Regions from separate parts of the Danio rerio genome. Here region 1 is linked to region 2. The links are chromatin contacts, called in public HiChIP or PLAC-seq maps. All regions are on one chromosome and are shown on one strand. Each heading gives the region's core, a stretch centred on a gene start, on an enhancer-like site or on the middle of the called end of the contact. The rest is flanking DNA. Distances are from core to core; before and after follow the strand shown. Region 1 holds the start of pim3 (Pim-3 proto-oncogene, serine/threonine kinase). Region 2 holds the start of nptna (neuroplastin a).

The links. HiChIP or PLAC-seq counts read pairs in DNA pulled down with a chosen protein or histone mark.
Region 1: a contact with region 2 is called in an H3K4me3 HiChIP or PLAC-seq map of gastrula embryo, with 2.8 times the contacts expected there. The contact joins the promoter of pim3 here to the promoter of nptna in region 2. A contact is called at or near these places in 2 of 4 datasets of contacts at active chromatin or transcription factors (embryo and gastrula embryo).

The regions. Positions count from the first base shown.
Region 1 is chr25:32,050,382-32,053,181 of GRCz12tu, reverse strand. It overlaps pim3 (Pim-3 proto-oncogene, serine/threonine kinase), which reads right to left and starts at 1,491. Exons shown (of 6, transcript NM_001034978.2): 1 at 1,040-1,491; 2 at 688-797; 3 at 544-594; 4 at 97-460. The coding sequence starts at 1,127.
Region 2 is chr25:31,741,572-31,744,573 of GRCz12tu, reverse strand. It overlaps nptna (neuroplastin a), which reads left to right and starts at 1,599. Exons shown (of 8, transcript NM_001160156.2): 1 at 1,599-1,899. The coding sequence starts at 1,827.

The sequences.
Region 1 (2,800 bases), core at 242-2,741, 310 kb before region 2:
ATTGACAGTTTTTCCAAAACATTAAGCTCAGCGCGGCAGGTGCACACGCAACGTTAAGCCGTAGCAAAGCAGGATGGGTAAAAGTGAAGGACGCACCATCAAAGTCTGTGTACACGGTGTCCTTCAGGATGGCCCCGGAGCCGAAGTCAATGAGCTTCAGGTCCCCCGTGCGTAAATCCACCAGGAGGTTTTCGTCTTTGATATCTCGGTGAACCACCCCGCAGCTGTAGCAGTGGCGAACCGCCTCCAAAACCTGTCTGAAGAAGCCCCGGGCGGTGTCTTCATCCAGCGCGCCTTTCTCCGTGATGTAGTCGAATAAATCCTTCACCATCTCCGGCCGCTCCATTATAATCAACCATCCGTCGGGTCTCTCATACCAATCTATGAGTTTAATGACCCCCTGAAACGTGCTTCCCACTTTCTTCAACAAAACAATCTCGAGTGGAATCAGCGACCCGTTCTGGAATACAAATAAAACCGCACTGGTTAGAAATAAATCGTTTATACTGTTAATATTAATAAAGAGTATGATAGTTTACTTACAATAGTACCCCATTCGGTCACTCTCTCCTTGGCGACGTGTTTTATTGCAACCTACAGACAAAAAGAGAAAAACGCGCATATGAATATGTGATCGTGGCGCCAAACGCGGCCATGTGCTGCCACCAAAACAAAGCGAGCGCTTACCGGCAACGCGTCTGAGATACGAGTACCGGCGTACACTGTACCAAACCCACCGCTTCCCAGCACCGAACCCACATGGTAAACCTTCTCAAATGGCTCCCTTTCGGTCTTGGCTGTGGAATGAAGAAGGGGAATAAACAGTGTTAATGTAATAACGTGACATAAATCCGAGTGTGTATAACGCGCGGTTGGCAACAAAATGGCTCCACGCTCAGGTCACAGACAGGCGCGTGCCGATTAAAGAGGCTAAATTTGTCGCTTATAGAATATTAGTAGTAAACATTGAATTTAAAATAAGATGTTATGTGAGAAAAGGCAAATAACTAGCGCGATGAATCTAAAAAACGATATCTACCTGCTTGGAGTTGAATTTTCACCGGTAAGTGGTCGATGTTGGTCGTGTTACAAATATGGGAAAAGGATCCAAACTTGGAGAGTAACATCTTCTGTTGTCTTCTCCAAAAAAAATCCGAGTCCTTAAAGATGCGTAACTGCTTCGCACCGGAAAACACCGGCACCCCGTCCTTCAACGAGAAGACAGAATTCCCTTCAAAAAATGTATTCAGGAGTGGGACTCCGTCCGAAAATCCCACGGATGATCGCAAACGGATTCCGAATCCTCGTTTACAAAGGTGTCAAACTCCAGTAATTATTCACAAATGTCCCCGCGCACCCATAGTGAGAGAGAACTGCACACGTTTGCGCTTTTGAGCCCGGTCGGTGCGCTCGGTTCATGTGTCTGTGTGTGAGAGAGCGCGGAGACCGTATTAACTCTTAATTCTCGTGTTTGGGCGCTGGAAGCTTTGCACAAATCCCTCCGCGACGGAAAGCCTCACTACAATCAAATCACAAACAAATGCATTTATTAAAAATAAATTAATGGTTATATGAGAAATAAAACACAGATGGGTAAAATATGGGAAGATACCGTAAATGTATCAGCAACGGTCAGCAATGATAAATAGTGCGTTTGGAGAATAGTGCGAGACGCCCATGGATATCTCGTCTGAGAGCTTTGCACTTTGGCTATATAACAAGACCAACCACGTTGCACAGTTTATATAATTGTACGGTGACTAATTAGAGTAATATTGCCGGGTTGGGCTTGTATAATTGTAATAAGGATAACAATAACACTTTATTTAATAACTAAGCATAATTGAATTTATATTTTAAAAAAAATATTATAACAAATATTTGAAATATTACACGTTTCCTGTGTAAAGCCTTTTTGAATCATTTTATAATTTAAATGAATAATTATTGTAAAGGTATTTTATTTTAATTGAACTGCTTTTGTTATTTTAGTGTAATTATATTTATTATTTATTTTATTATTGTACTTTCCCATATTATGCCATTGGTGTAAAATGTTTAGTGTAATATTAATGTATAGTTATTAATGCATTCTCTATATAATAATAAAACATTATAAAGATTTATTTCTTATGTAATGATAAATATCTAATATTTAATATTATTTCATTAAGTGAAATATAATAGATACATCACACATACATACACACACACACACACACACACACACACACACACACACACACATATATATATATATATATATATATATATATATATATATATATATATATATATATATATATATATATACATACACACACACACACACACACATACACAACAGTTCTGTCTGGTTCTCAAATCTGATTGGCTGAAAGCCGTGCGATATTCTGCAATATCAGAACTCCTACAGCCTCTTTACAGTTTGTGTATTACTCCACACACATACAGCCAGCAAAAAGCATACACTACAGATCTAAAGTTTAAAAGATGCTTTTAACTGTTTTAACAGCTGTTTAACTGTCAGCCCATGATTTGAATCCAAAGGCGGAAGAAAGTAGTTCCTCATACAAAAGGGGTTTTGAGACTCTCCATGTTTGATTTTTTTTTTTATATACACAATTATGCCGTCAAACTGTTGTATAAACGCAATAACACAATCATAGCAGTGCGATATGGCTGTATATCGCCATTGGTGGGTACACGTACGCCTCCCACCAGTGCCGATATACAGCCATATCGCACTGCTACGAGTGTGATATTGCTCATATATATATATATATATATATATATATAT
Region 2 (3,002 bases), core at 350-2,849:
CTATACCCACTCTCCACTTTAACATATTTTGGTGACTAAATTATATATATATATATATATATATATATATATATATATATATATATATATATATATATATATATATATATATATATATATATATATATAAATGTGTTCTTATGAGTTGAAAGTATATGAATTAAAATGTAACTTACTTAAAATAAGAATTCTAGTACTTCTTTCACAAGCTATCTCATTTATTTTAATTACTCTGTTGCATTTGAGTATTAACAGGCCATTCTTACACTATGAGCACTTTTAGCCTTGTGTAGTTGAGTAAAAAAAAACATTTTAAAGTAATGTAACATAGCCTCATAAGTGTAAACAATTTGTCTAGTTTTAAGATCAGTAAGAGAACAAACTTAGATAAGAAAAGAAACATTTTTTCCATCGTGAACTGAACAAATGTCAATTCCACCACATCTCGATATACAGCTTTTATTTCAAAATGAAATGAATTATGGCAGTCAAACATTGTCCAAGATCATTTTTGTATCTAGTTTAACCTATCTTTCCCCAATATATGTAATAATAATTATACATTCGACAATGAAATTAATTAGTTGTATGCTGAATTGTACACCTGTCATACTCTAAAATTTAATATAAATTTCGTTGAGAGCTTATTAGAAAATAAATAAACTGAATTTGTATATTAGCCTGAACTTGTACATTGTGAATACACTTTTAATGTGTGATGAGAACTTTTTATTATTTTCTAAAAATGTGTGATGGAAATGACATTTCAACAGTTTATTATGAAAAAATGAAAAATAGCTTCACCGATTAGCTTTGAATTGATACTAGCCTTTTATGTCTACAAAACACTCTTATTTACCTTAATTTTGTTTGGTTTAAAAAAAATCTTTGAAGGTACAACATGTTCGTAAATTCGTAAATGCAGAATAAGTGTATTTTCTTATAAAGCAATATTTACCTTGATTTTTCTTCAAGTGTTGTTGATAATATTTTTGAAGATCTTGTAGATGTGCTCAGATCTACTCATTTTCATAGATTTTATTTGCATTGTTGAAGTTTAAAACAGTGATTTTGACACCTGAAAGGAGGTTGAATAACATGAAAAAAAAAACATATTAGAAAGGTAGTAATTTTTTAAAAGTAGATTTTATTGTTAGTTTGACAAAGAAAGAGGAATTTGAACAAAATTATATATATTTTTGGATATATGATCAAAGGACATAAAAGTGCCCGTAGTTGAAGAATTACCCTTACATGTGATGCTATTTAGGCTAGTTAATGTTTAGCTTTAGTTTACGACAATAATGTAAATTTATGTGCTTGTTTTGTGTCCGTGAATAACAATTGACGGGCCAGCTTCGCAGTCTGAAAAAAAAACTGTAACAATTAGTCACGAATCTTGTTTTCTTGCGACAAGCTTCTATTTAATATAACTTAGTAGGATATTTAAGCAAACGAGTCCATTTTCTCCACGAAACTCCTACACGTATTTCAAATTCACCTGAGGATTGCGTCCACCTTTCCGGCATGTAGGCAGGAGTGCGCGTGTGTGTGTGTGCTATCGCGGGATTAAGAGTACAGCGCCACAGTCTTTACAAGCCTCGTTTTAAACCGGATGTAAGCGTAGCGGCGGCATCCACTTACCGTGTTCGCTATTGCTAGGCGACGGGCTTTTTTGCGTGACCCGATTCGAGCTCCATCCAGGGTCGCTCGTCATTGTAGCAGCTTCCGCTCCACTCCCATCCTCCTCGGCAGCACCTCTTCTCTTCTCCCTCTCCTCCGCATCCCTCACACACATATTCCGGGTCCACGGACGACCTAGAAAAATGTCTTTCGCCGGGAATCCATTGGTGATATTAGTCGGAGTCTTGATGCTGCATTCGGGCTCCGCTCAAAACGGTAAGGTGTTTTTAAGAGCAAAAATGTTTCACGGTTAAATGGGGTTGCGGAGGCTTCTTTAATTAGGGTATGTTTGCGGCACGTGCAGGTAATTTGCCCCAACCGCACAGGATAAACTCAGCAGCTCTCAACGTTGCTTTTGGAAATGCCCAAAACTAAACGAGCAGTCATACTGCGAAAGGTGACATTTATGTGAATTAAATATTTAACAAATGTCCTTGCTGCTTTAAATGTCAAAGCGCATTGCAATTCCGCCTTGAAATTGCAATTTGTCACACTGAAGCGGCCGTCCTGCTTCAAATGCTCACAAATAGGTTACATTTTAATATTTGGCGGCTTGTCCCACAGGGAGCGTCTATTTGTGGCTGTGATTATGGATTTTTTTTTTTAGAGAGGAATCTTTGGATGTGCTTAGATGGGTCATCAGCTGCTTGTCACCAGCCCAGACCTACTTGATCACACCGGAAAGCAAATTGTGTGTTTCGCAACTGTGCTTGATTATTTGACAGGAATTCGCACTTTTTCTTTCGACGCAAACTGACGCATCCTTGCGCGCTTTAAACGAGAAACAACGCTACAATTGCAGAACCCGCTTTGAACAGCGTTCCTCCGCAGCGCCGTAAATAGCAGCAGTCCTTTCTGCTGCATGTTTCTATTTATAGAGCCGATGCAGCAGCGGTGTGCATGGCGTTAATGTCCTCCCCGTGCGCGCGGACCCGTTAAAGTCTTAACGGAGGAGCACCGCGGTGCATTATGACGTCACGGATGCGCTCAGTTAATGAGCGGTAACACAAACGAGCGCGTCCGATTTCACCGCTTGATCTTCGACTGCATTACTGCCGTTTAAATGGCATGCATTTTATTAGGCCACTATACACACATCTGATATTATTGCTAACTAGAGCCAGACAGAATCCGCGGACATTTTTTTGCTATTTCTGTGGAGAATTTTGTAAAAATCTTCTGATTTATGCTAAATAATTTTGGAAGTATCATAACTAAAAACCTAATATATGAAATAAAAAACAATATTTAAAATAAAATGTAATGTTTACAATGCAAATCCATCTAAATTTACTTATTTGGTAAACTAAACAAGTCTA